Linked DNA regions of Gossypium arboreum: region 2 is linked to region 1. A link is a contact called in public Hi-C data. All regions are on one chromosome and are shown on one strand. Each heading gives the region's core, a stretch centred on a gene start, on an enhancer-like site or on the middle of the called end of the contact. The rest is flanking DNA. Distances are from core to core; before and after follow the strand shown.

Region 1 (7,167 bases), core at 4,595-7,094:
AATTTATATTCGAACTAAGGCTCCATTTGTTTCACTTAAATTGACTTTCGGGAAATGATTTCTGGAAGATGATTTACGTTTCCAAAAAGCTAATATTTTCTGGTGTTTGGATGAATCTATGTAAAATATTTTCTATTGTTTAGTAGATTTCTTAAAATATTTCATAAAAGTTCTTTCAATTAAGCAAACATACATTTGAGATTTTCTTATTTTTCATTGTTTAATTGAATTTATTTTTATCTATAATTTTATATTTAACATTATTTTTCATATATTAAAAATATTATGTTAAGATCGATTCATTACAACGTCATTTTTACTTACATGACTACTAAGTGAGTATTTTTATTTAAAATTGTGACATAAACAAAATTAACAAAAAAATTAACAATGTCAACAATTGGACTTAATTTTCAAATTTGAAAAGTAAAGGGACTAAAATTATTGAAAATAAAAGTACAAAGACTAAATTACAAATCATGAAGTACACATAAACTTATGACATATTTTAACTTTTATACTACAAAACATTTATTATTAATATATTTATAATTGTAATAAATATTTATTATTAAAATATCAATATTGAATATTTTCAATAATATGTGAATAATATTATTTAAAATTATTATTTTTAAAATTTATTATTAAAATAAAATTGAACTATTAAATAATTTATTAAAATAATAAATTATATTTATTATATTAATAATTTATTATATGACTAAATATAAATAATTAAATATGTATGTTTAATAATATTGAAAAATATAATATTTTAAATATTTTTAAAAATAAAATAAAATTTATTATCAATATAATAATATTAAGCTTGATTTAAGTTAATTTTATAAAAATAAAATTATCTATAGATGAGCTCTTTTCCAAAAAATGACTTACGCTTTTCAAAAGGATAAGTCATTTTACAGAAAAATGGCTTATTTTATCTTAACCTGTAAGTCATTTTCCGTTGACCAAACTATTTTCTGTGAAACAAACACAGGAAAATGCAGAAAACATTTTCAATAAAAACTTTTACATATAAACAAACGGACCCTAAATGAAATCTGAACAATCATAAATTTCATAGGTTTATCAACACAAATTTACATACTAATATATTTTTAGCCAAATACATAATTTAATTATAAAATCTACTATAGCAACATAAAGAAATCAATAAATATTCATTTTCATGAACAAATAAGATGTTTGAAACCATAAGTAATACATGGAACCAAAACTTAAAATAAAATCATCTCAAATATTTAAACCATTTATCAAATTAATTTAATATCTAAAGATACTATTATTGAGAAAAGTGTAAAGATAGATATCTAATTAAGTTGGTGTACCTTTCTTGTTTAACGAAGTTTTGATGGTTTTATCAACAAGTAAGCAAATTTAAATTCCAATAGTAGACCTTAAATCCAATCAAAATTTATCAATAGCAAACTTTGAGAATGGATATTATTTCACAATTTCATATAGATAATAGTATCAAATCCTTCACCATCCTTAATAACATAAAAATAAAATAAGTTAATCAAAATAATTATAATTGATCATGAATTAGCCAAAAATAATCAAATATGAAGCATTAAATAAAAGAAATTTCCTGCAAAAACTTTGCATCTTGTCATCTAATATCTTGAAAATCATAGAGAATAAATTTGATCGTTGATAAAAGGTTTTATCACTTTGAGCAAGATTGTGCTGATAATGTGTTGTAAAATAAAGAGAGATAGAGAGAGTAAAAAACAAAGAAAATATGAGAAGAAATAGAGAATGTATTTTTTTGATTAATGGGATGATTACAGTGCTTCTTCAAAATTTCTATTTATAGGCATAAAAAGTATAAATGAAGTAGAGATCTAATTCTATAGATTATTAGAATTGAAATCTTGATCTTGATGGACATCCACTTAATAAGATAATAATAATAATAATAATAATAATAATAATAATAATAACTTTTCAAAACAACTTAGTCTAAGAAATTTTGATCCAAAATCAATTTTTTTCAATAATGGCGAAAAGTGAGTATTACAATTTTCGTCCTCCAACTTGGTCCATAAGTTTTTTTTTTATTTCTCAATGTATCTATTGGAGCGAGCCCAGTAACTAATACTAGCCACGAGTTTTAAAGCTGCTCCATACCCAAGACGAGGATCAAGCCCTTGACCACTGGTTAAGGTAGGAGAGACACTTGCTGTAACACCCCTAACCCAAATCCGTCACCGGACTAGGGTTATGAAGTATTATCAATCATATCACAGTTCATACAAATATGCATTACATTTTACAACTCAAAATTATAACCACATCAATACTCATATCATTTTCAAATATCAAATCTTAAACTTCATATCGTTCATTTGATAACATAATTAAAACATAATTCAGCATATACCAAACAAATTAAATATTTACATATAGAACGTATAACAAATCAACAATTTCATTAATCGAATATCAAGCCCATTCTTATAATAGTCTTGCACGTGCACAAATTGTAATTCAAATAAAATAAATTTCAATACCAACTTGTCATTCATTTATGGACATTTCCTAATTAGTCAATATGAGTTTTCACATTCCGTATATTAATACACATTAATACTCAAATTCATAAGTAAAACCAACTTTGCCGAAAGTCAAGTGTTAAACTCATTTTTTTATTTTCCTTATCTATTCGGCTAACTTAGTTCTTTTGCACCTATTAGTAAATTTACAAGTAATTAACAATTTTGTATAGTCATACACATGTACATACCAACCACAATATAAGCGCACACACACACACACATATATATATATATATATATATATATGTAACAACATATAAGAGCTCAACTAACATATCATGACCGAATACCAAGATACACATATCCTTTTTCATTGATTCAATCCCCTCATATGAATCTAAGTCTCAATATGTTTTATTTACCATGACAAACAAATTAAGTGTTATTCATATCATTAAATTAGTCCATAAGTAAACAACGAATACACATCATGCATATGTCTTGACTTTTACCTAATTAACACATGATGTACTTTAGCTCAAAAACACATAATAAGCTTCAAAAACATCATATAATTTGGATACACTCTCGATATAAGCTCAGACCAAGATCAAACATATATAACATAACCAATTCATCCATACCACCTCCAAATACAAGCACATAACACAAATTATAATCAACCGTGGCACACGGCATGATAATCAAAATAGAATTAAACCATAATTTAACCAAAATCGAACTCAAGCATAGAAATTAAACCATTTTCACATGGCTCCCATTATACATAGACCAAAATAACACATTCCAAAACATAATCCAGCCTATACATGCCATAGGTTCGAAAGTTCGCTATTTAAAATACCGAAGGCAGTCAATAGTATGATAGACTTGGCTGACGATTCCCGAGCTCGTAATTCGAATCCAAAATCTATAAAACAGAAACACACATATACACAGAGTAAGCTTTTATAGCTTAGTAAGTCATAAACAAATAAACAACCCTATGATATAATCAACTCATTTTAACTAACCGAATTACATTATCATTACCATGCCTAATCTCAATTTTACAAATTTCATAAATAATACACTTTCACACACATTTCCTACTTTAAGGCTCACATAATCAAATTTACCAAAGGTCATTCAACTTTCAAAGTCATAATGTCATTATTTAATCAATTATTCATATACTCATATAAACAAGCTCAAGAATCATAATATTACATTATGTACATATACTTCTTATTTGGCCGAATATACATGGTCATTTTTACTTATTTCTAAGAATCAATTCCATAAGATTTATATCATTTATTCATAAGGCCGAATACTCTTACTAAATTCACATGTATTTCTCATTTGCATCACACATAATTTGTAACAAGTATCAAGTCACATACTTACCTTATTTCAATAGATAACAAGCTAATTCATACTTGGCCATTTAGCACGTTTTACACATTTGATCACAACTTATGTTTGCCCGTTGAACCATTCGGAATTGGATAGGACACTCAGATTATCACACATATATTGTACAATGCCAACGTCCCAGACGTGGTCTTACATGTTATTAGATATCGATGCCACTGTCCTAAACAGGGTCTTACTCGCACACATATATCGGAATCACATATCGATGCCATGGTCTTACTCGCACATCACCTATCGGAATCCTATGTCATGACATATGTATCCTAGTTATTCCTAAGGTTCACACGGGGCTTTCAGACGTCATAACTCGGTCGAAACAAATTCAAAAATATAGTAACCAAGCTTGTATACAATCGGCTATTGTAGATATAATTTCACATATTTCATTTCAGCATATATAATTTGCTTTTAATTAAAATTAAGTATGTCTATTTCCTTATAAACTTACCTCGGACGATGTAAAACAGAGTGGGACGACTAGTCGACAACTTTTATTTTTCCCCGATCCAAATCTGATTTCTTTGATTCTTGATCTTGATTGAGCTTAAGAGATGACCAAACCCTAGCTTCTATTATTTCTTTTCTTTTTGTTAAGTTTCGGCAAGAAGAAGAAGTATGAAAAGCTTATTTTAATTATCATATAATATAACATATATACTAACATATTATTATTTCATATTTTACCATTTTAACCTTTTATAATTAATAGCTAAAACATATATAATAAGGGTACAACCGGCCATCACTAAGTCCGATGGTCTATTTGCAAATTAAATGCTTCAATTTTCAAATCCAATAACAATTCGGTCCTTATACAATAAACTATCAAGTTTTCAATTTACTCGATTAAGTCCTTTTATTTAATTGGGCACTCAAACAACAAAATTAAATCACAAAAATTTCACAGATATAAATTCACACATAATAAACACAGAAAATAATTTTAAAATATTTTTTTGACTCGGATTCGTGGTCCCGAAACCACCGTTCTGACTAGGGTCTAAATTAGGCTGTTACACTTGCCATCTCACCTAACTCCCGTGGTTGGTCCATCAGTTATTTTACTGCTAGTATATCACATTTAGTTTTGATATCTTTCCCCGATGTCGTATTTAACTAATCAATAATTTACATTTAACTGACACTCGTACTCAGAATTTTTTTTACTTAGCTACTTTGTTACGAGTTATGGCATAAAAAATTTTGAGGTGTTACAATAATATTATTGACTGAGTTGGTGTCACAAGTCAACTTGACGCTAACTCAGGATTGATGATAACAACATAACAACACCATGATAAATAATTGTAATATGCTTAAGTATTTAAATTTTAATTTACTCACAATTTAATCTCTTTTTTCATTTTAGTATTGTATGCATTTCATGTGTTATTATTAGTTAATTTTAAACCATACGTTTAATTATTTATTGTATGTTATTTTTAAACACACTTCTATGTTTTAAATATGTAATTTCTACATATATATGCGTGTTATAGAATTTTCTAGTATTCATAATATTGTTGATTGAGTTTTAAGTTGATATCATAGGTCAATTCGACGCTAATGATAAATAATCATAGTACATTTAGTACTATTAATATGATGCATTCACATGTTTAAATTTTATTTTACTCACAAATTAATCTATTTTTATTTTAATACCATACATATTTGATGTATTATTATATTTAGTTTCAATTTTTTTTTGGTGAATAGAATGATTATTTCATGTTGTGAATTAAAGTTGCGAGAAATTGAAATCCAAGCGGTAATATGTGAATTTGGTAAGATTTTAATTGGAGAGTGAAATCATTACATTTTACAAAGAGGCAGTCCAATCCATAAATCCGGCCCAATACCTTTATAATTCTCAATACGAAATTCCACAACCAAGTTACGCAACGCAGCGTTTTTAGGGGTCGATGGCCGCACTAGCTCAACCTGCGTGTTCCTTTCCCACATTCCTTGGTTGCTTCCGCCCTTCCCCGAGAAGCTTTTCTAATATTAGGGTTCATCCCTCTCGGAACCTTTCGACCTCAATGAGTCTACAAAGCTCCGAACCTGTCGCCACCAAAACCGATCCTCCGACCGACGACGATGTGCTGCTGCAGTACGTGGTGCTTCGGAGAGACTTAATAGACAAGTGGCCTTTGGGGAGCGTGGTGACGCAGGGATGCCATGCTTCGGTCAGTGCCATTTGGTCTCACAAGGAAGACCCCCACACCCTCCAGTATTGCAGCCCTGATAACATTGACTCTATGCACAAGGTAACCAATGTTCTTGTGTTTATTCTTCTTCTTCTTTTTCCCACCATGAATGATTTCTTTTACATTCAACAGAGCATAGTGTATTGCTTTGAAAAACCCTGTTTATGATTTTTGGTCAATTGGAGGCAATCCTCATTGTGGCACATTGTTTTCTCTTCTCATATTGGGTTTGTTGTAGACCTTCGATTTACTTGGAGTTTTATCCACCCAAACGTAATGAGAATTGATCATTTTTAAGTTACAAATAATCCCATAGCAGAACTGAGAAAAAAAGAGAGAGGCATTTATCCCATAAAACTATCCAACAACGGTGTTTAATGCAAGACAAACATTTTGGATATCTATCCAATTCTGTTCTTACACTGTCGTAAATATAGCATAACAATGAAAACCATGAGGTGTTAATTGTAGGGTGATTTGCTGCTGTATCTAGAGTTGTGGATGATGAGCTAAGTGGTGAGGTTTTGGAACATGTAGGTAACACTTGAGGTGAAGGGAGAAACCCAGATATTGAACTTGTCAGAAAAGCTGTTGGCGGCGGGTATTGCTCATAAACTGTGGATTGAACATCCTGAAAACTTCCCAACTTGCCTGGCTACAAAACCCTACCCCAAGTCCATGGTATCGCCGTTTTTCAAGAAATTGAAACTTTGCAAGTGATTGTTTGATGGTGGGTTCTAAATCATAATAATTTAGCTTGATTCTGTTGAAACCCTCTTTTGTTCTAAACTTATGATTCTTTTGACATATGTTCCCTGTACGAGTTTAAATTTTTATACAGTATTGAAGCAGCTAGAGCTATTTGCCTAGGACTCTCTCTGAACTCAAGAAGATTGGCTTGTTTTTAATAAATAAAAGATGAAATGCACACTCTAATTTGTGTAGTTTTAGTTCCGATTTGGATAGTCCTACTTGAATTTAATTCAGAT
Region 2 (6,919 bases), core at 975-3,474, 370 kb before region 1:
CAGATTATTCACCTCCTTTTTACGGATGATTGTGTTTTATTTGGGGAAGCAACTAAAAAAGGTACAGAAACTTTTGAAAAGGTTTTAAAGGAATATGAAGTATGCTCGGGGCAATGCATCAATTATGGAAAGTCGATAGTTTTCTTTAACTCAAATACAACTGAAATAATTCATTCAGCTATTTCAGATAGGCTAGGGGTCAAATGGAAAAACAATTTAGAGAAATATGTGGGCTTTCCAAATATGGTAGGTAGGAGGAAAAGGCTAGCATTCCAACACCTTAAAGACCGTATTAAAGTAAAAATTGACTATTGGAGTTCTCGATTACTATCGCAAGGGGAAAAGAAATTTTTATTAAAGCTGTGTTACAAGCAATTCCAACCTATACAATGGGATGCTTTTTATTACCGAAGTCAATATGTGAAGTTATGGAACAAATAATATCCAAGTTTTCGTGGAAAAAAAGGTTATGGGAAATGGGGGATACATTGGTGCTCATGGAATAACTTATACGAATCAAAGGAGTTTGGTGGTCTTAATTATCGTAATTTTGCAAAGTTTGATTTGGCCATCCTCGCAAAGCTAGGATGGAGATTGATTGAAAATCCTAAATCTTTTCTAGCACAAACGTTAAAAGCCAAATATTACCCGAATTCTGATTTTCTAAACTCAGAGCTAGGGAATTTACCTTTATATACTTGAAAAAGTATATGGGCTGCAAAAGGTCTTTTGCAAACAGGACTATGCTGGAGGGTGGGCAATGGATGGAATATTAGAGTTGAAGAAGATGTATGGGCTCCAAATGGAAAAAATTTGCATATTCAACAATTAGTCAGAAGCCAAAATATATTGAAGGTAGCAGACCTGATTGATGGCAACACTAGATCATGAAAAACAAAGCTAATTAAAGATACCTTTTCTGAAGAAGATGCTTAGAGAATTCTCCAAATCCCGATAGCTTACTCTCCACAGGATGATTTTTCTGGCTTGGAGAGGTGAATCAACAGGCGAGTACATGTAAGGAGTGGGTATAAATTATTATTACATGGTAATTCTATCAATAACAATAGAAACAACCCGAATGAAAATAGGAAATGCTACAAAAAAATAGTGGAATAGTGATCTCCCCTCAAAATTAATAATTATAGCTTGGAGAGCCACTCTAAACTACCTTCCTACATTAGCAAATCTAAGAACTAAAAGGTTAATTATTAATGAATCCGTCTGCCCGAGGTGTCTGCAAGGAGTGGAGAATAGAGAACACGTCTTCCGCGAATGTGTTGTCTTAAAGGAAACATGGGATAACTTAAAATTTGTCTGGCCTGAGGATACATCTACTATGGAATTCATGGAATGGTTTACCTGGATTGTATTAAACAGTAATACTGATATCTGCCAAACTTTTATTTGCACCATCTGGGTTATCTGGTCTGCTAGGAACAAATAGATTCACAAAGGTCAAAAAATATCAGGTGCAGAAACAACAAAATTTACTTTAAAGTACTTACAAGATCTAAACAACATTAATCGAAAAAAGCTTGCCTTTAGTCCAATAGTTGCAAAATGGAGGCCTCTGGAGAAGGGTTTCTGCAAAATCAATTTTGACGCAACAGTTGACCTCAAAATGCAAAGATCATGTTTGGGACTCATAGTCAGAGATTGGAGTGGGGAAATCTTAGCCACAAAAACCATAACTCATGAGAATATACCTTTAGGGTTTGTAGCCAAAGCCGTTGCATGTTTACAGACGGTTATACTAGGCAGGGATTTGGGATTAAAATTTGTCGATATTGAAGGGGACTCCTTGACAGTGATAAAAAAAGCCCAAAACAAAAGCAGGGATAAATCGATAATAGGTGCATACATTCAAGACATTCAAAAACTGAGTAAGATTTTCTGAGAGCAAGTTTCATTATATAAGACGAAAAGCAAATGAGAAAGAGCACGATCTGGCATCAAAAGGCTTAAAAATGGTAGGAAATGCTTACCTTGCTCACAAAACAGTTGATGAAGGAATCACAGAAGCAGAGATAGATCGGGGATGGGGATGAAGAATACCAAAAGGTTTATGATTTAGAGAAGAAAACTTAATTGCTACCAGTCTTTTGTTCTTCTCCAGAAGCTGTTAATGATGAATGAGATATTTTAGAGAGATTTCTAGAAAACACCAGCTCATTAATACTGGGTTGTCTCTTCATCTCATTTCTTATTTTATTTATTTTCTGCAAAGGACTGGCGGGCCACTTATGGTCATTGGGCCGTTTTAATGTTTTGAATTTTGTTTGGTTTTTTCTTTTAATAATACAACCCAGGTTCATTTAAAAAAAAAGAAAAAGTTACAATTAATGAAAGCATTCTAATGTGGCATAGTTAAAAAATTGTCATTTGCCATGTTAATTATTTCCCATGTGTTTTTATTGACTAAAGTTTAAATTGAATATTTTTTCAATCTAATTTCCTTTTAAAAATATATCAAAATTGAATATCAATTCATATAGGTTTAATATAACATTTGGTACCTGAATTTGACATTTTTTCTAATTTGGTACCTAAACTATTTTTGGTCCAATTTAGTACCTAAACTTGACACTTTTTCTTAAGTTGGTACTTAAACTTTTTTGGGGTCTAATTTGGTACCTAAACTTGACTATTTTTTCTAATTTGGTATCTAATCTTTTTTTTTTTTGATTTGGTACTTTTCAAATGTTTTACAAATGACTCCAATACACTAACAGTGTTATTTTTTTATGAGGTAGCAAAAATAATCAATGTATGACCGAAATGTGATAGATGATATGATTTTCTTTTGTATTATATATGTTCAGTTACTTTTAGTTTTCTTATTTAATTAATTATTTTATTAATTGAAAATAATAAATTTCTTTTAATTTGGGGTTTTAAAATTTTTTCTTATTTAATATTAATTAGTTAAGCATAACTCAATACCTATTTTTTAACATAAATTTCCTCTAATACTAACAATATTTTTGTAGCATAACAAAAAAAAAAACACTGTTAGTGTTTTGCGTAATTTGTATAAAATTTAATAAATTTAGGTACCAAATTGAACCTAAAAAAAGTTTAGGTACAGAAAAAAATGTCAAGTTCAGGTACCAGATTGGGCTCAAAAAAAAGATTAGATACCAAATTAGGAAAAGTGTCAAGTTTAGGTACCAAATGTAATATTAAACCATTCATATAACAAAGATCATATATATCAATAATTTTGCTATAATTAATATGTCATAGATTACGAAAAAAATATAAATTTAAATATACTTAGTTCGTTTCACTTTTTCTTAATATTAAGTCCTTATATACAGCTTTTAATATCCAATATTGGAAAATATAAATATGTGCTTCAAGTTCGTAAAATTTAAATTTTACACATTCATTTGTACACTCATTTTAATTATTGAAATTTGAATTTCATATATAATATATATTAGATATTTCTTTAGAAAGATATTAAACATATTATTGAAATCATATTTTGTTATACAACTTTTCTTTATGCATTTTTTAATAACTTAATTTACATAGTGTTTTTTCCTTTTTTAATCTTTAAATATATTCTAACTCCTTTTTAAGAGTAAAGCTAAAATTATAATTTGTAATATCAAACCATTCAAGTTTATTTTAAATATTAAATTTTTGGTCTTATTCGTATTGACTATAATTTAAATTATTATCGTTATAAAAATTAAATCTTGAGATTATTTTTACTTTTTCAATAACATTATTGGTTAATACTGGTGGAATCTTAGAAATCCCAGCCTTACGGATCAACATCATAGATCTTTTAATCTTTGCCTTAGCATCTTTATTTTCACAACTTTAATTGTTTCTTTGATTGTTTCGTACATTTTATTCATCATTATTCTCCTAATTTGTCATTACAGTTTTATTACTGCTTTTGCCTTAGCATCAATCTCGCTTTACCATAATAGCTTACCAAATTAAACCTATCTAATCCATGTGGAGTCGATCTCACTTATCACTTTATTACTTGATTCGACTTGTACACTTGTACAATTCGCTTAGCATATTCACACGCAATAAGTTTTTGGCGTTGTTGCTGGGGATTGGCAATTTAGTGAAATTTGGTTTGGTTATTTTATTTATTTCCATTCAGTTGTATTTAATTTTTATAGGTTTGTTATCAGTGCATGAGTAGAGGCATTCCTACTAATGAAGAATATCCTTTTGACCCTGAGATCGAAAGAACTTTGAGAAAAATGAGAAGATAAGTGTGTAGCATGGCTAGGGACAGGAATGATCCTGGTCTGAATGATCCATTAAATCCAAATGGTCAGGATGTTGATCTTTCTATTCATCACGTGATAGACGACCGAGACAGGCCAATTAGTGAACATGTTGTGCTAATTTTGGGTGATTTGAATTTAGGGATAGTTAAACCACACATTCAAGCTCAGCATTTTGAGTTGAAATCGATGATGTTTCAGATGTTCCAAACACTGGGACAGTTTAGTGGGTTGCCTACTGCAAATCCACGATTGCATTTAAGACTTTTCCTAGAATTCTATGACTCGTTTAGACAACAGGGTGTTCCTGAAGATGCCCAGAGACTTAAATTGTTTCCATATTCCTTGAGAGACCGAGCAAGAGCATGGTTGAATGTTTTGCCATCGAGGACAGTGGCATCATAGAATGATCTTTGCCAAAGGTTTTTGTTATGGTATAATCTGCCAAACATGAATGTCAAGCTTAGACATAACATCATGTCTTTTCGAAAAATAGAGGATGAAACGTTATATGAAGCTTGAGAAAGATTTAAAGCTTGAGAAAGATTTAAAGAACTACTTTGAAAATGTAACACCCCTTACCCGTATCTGACGCCAGGATAGGGTTTGATGAATTACCGGAATTAAACGTAAACAAGCATACAAATCTAAACCATAAAACTTCATCCAATTTGAAACCTTTCAATCACATGCAATTTTTCCCTTAAAAGGGCCTACAAGGCCCAAAACATACACAGGGAGCGGTTTGGGACTACATCGAGAACTTTTAGAACCTTTTTGACACGTAGAAAATTTTTCTTATTTTAGAGAGTCACACGCCCGTGTGGGTAGGCTATGTGATCACACATGCCTGTGTGGCTTGGGACACGCCCGTGTCCTCAGTCTGTGTAACTCTCTGACTATGACGTCATCAACCAAAATAAGGTCACATGGCCAAGTCACACGTCTGTATGCTCAGACCGTGTGGCGAATTAAATTCCAAAATCAGGTGTAAACTTCACACGGCTTGGGCACACGCCCATATCCTAAGGCAGTGCCCTTCACACGGTAGAGACACACACCCGTGTCTTTGACCGTGTGTTTACTACTGGGCAATCTTTTTTGCATTAATTAAAGTGCAGGGGACACATGGCCAGCTCACACGCCCATTGGCAAATTGTGTGTCCACACGGCTTAGACACACAAGCTGTGTGGACAACTTTAAGGCTATTTTCCAAGCCATTTGACACCCTTAAATGCTCATTCACTCATTCCTCTTTGATGGCATGCAACATAGTATGATTAGTTACTCAAATACTCATAAACCTGATTAACCCATGCTTTTGTAATGTCAAAATACCTCCTATCCAAACCATCATGCTTTCATATGGCATTCCACACCAATTTCATATTCATTCATCATGCTAAACCTATTTTCAATTTACTCAATTATACCATAGTTTTGGTAATAATTATTAACCATGATTCATTCATTTAGCATATGTGCCATTCATCACACATCTCTTCCACAAGCAATCTCGTCGAGCATAATATATTGCATGCATGCATAGTTGATTAGGGTTACAACCCAAATAATCAATATGAACCATATTACATGGCTATATACAAAATGAATCAAATATTACCATAAGCCATCATATTTGGCTAGACCAATATGACATATAACAAAAAGACCAAGTCCCTATACATGCCATACTTAAAATGTTGAGACTAACTATACCCAATGTCCAGTTGATAGTGTAATCAAGCCTCCAACGTCCATCGATTCCTGAGCTAGCTTGGTGATACTATAAGAAAATGAAAAAGAGAGGGGAGTAAGCATAAAGCTTAGTAAGTTAACATGCAAATAAATAGCAACATAATCATATATATAAATACCATTGACATAGCATAGTTTACTTTTGTGTTATCATAAATTCATAGGCATAGCTTAAATTTGAAAACATAACTTATGCATTTTCAATCTTAACAAAAGTTCATCACATACCGAGCTCATTCATATGAGTTTTTCGTACATACCTGTACCGGCTCATAACACATTGTCATATTTCCTCATCATTGACTAGTCGAATAACTCACAGGTTTACCCATTGAACACTCGGAATACTATCGGATACATGAAAGACTTGCACATAGTGCTTTAAACGTAGCCACATGCTACCTCATGTCAAAATCACACATTGCTTGCTCTCGAGCTAATCACGGGCTTATTCACACAAGCTGATAGTCAGGACGTAACTACACGGGCTGCTCATACAAGCTGACAGGTACCCGCAACACATGCTGGGCAACCCAGCCATCGTTAGAACGTACAAGACCAGTACCTAGATTCACATAGTCACATATACACATAATCTCATGATCTCATAATCACATAGTTCCTAATGACATGTCCCATTGTATCCTACATTATTCCTAAGGTTCAAACGGGATTTTCTCGATAACTCGTATTCGTCGAACTCCTTCACACTGTCATTCTCATTGACCATAAAGTCATTCATGCACTCGTCATAATAATTAAACATAGAAACTCATACATTAATAAAACATTAAAACATGATTCAACATTGCATTATTTACACATGAACTCACCTAGGTACAAAATATGGACAATTAATTTGATTTAGTCCAAACTCTTGCTCTTTCCCCAATCT

Evidence for each region. A called contact is a pair of places that touch in the nucleus more often than the background predicts.
Region 2: a Hi-C map of leaf shows a contact between it and region 1, with 4 times the contacts expected there. The contact joins the promoter of LOC108486492 here to the promoter of LOC108485501 in region 1. A contact is called at or near these places in 3 of 5 Hi-C or Micro-C datasets (all in leaf).

Annotation. Positions count from the first base shown.
Region 1 is chr6:92,433,187-92,440,353 of ASM2569848v2, reverse strand. It overlaps LOC108485501, which reads left to right and starts at 5,844. Exons shown (of 2, transcript XM_017789353.2): 1 at 5,844-6,238; 2 at 6,716-7,122. The coding sequence starts at 5,894. The coding sequence ends at 6,898.
Region 2 is chr6:92,796,105-92,803,023 of ASM2569848v2, reverse strand. It overlaps LOC108486492, which reads right to left and starts at 2,224. Exons shown (of 3, transcript XM_017790570.2): 1 at 1,710-2,224; 2 at 1,543-1,587; 3 at 829-1,430. The coding sequence starts at 1,866. The coding sequence ends at 1,168. LOC108485046 reads left to right here and starts at 4,260. Exons shown (of 1, transcript XM_017788906.1): 1 at 4,260-4,670. The coding sequence starts at 4,260. The coding sequence ends at 4,670.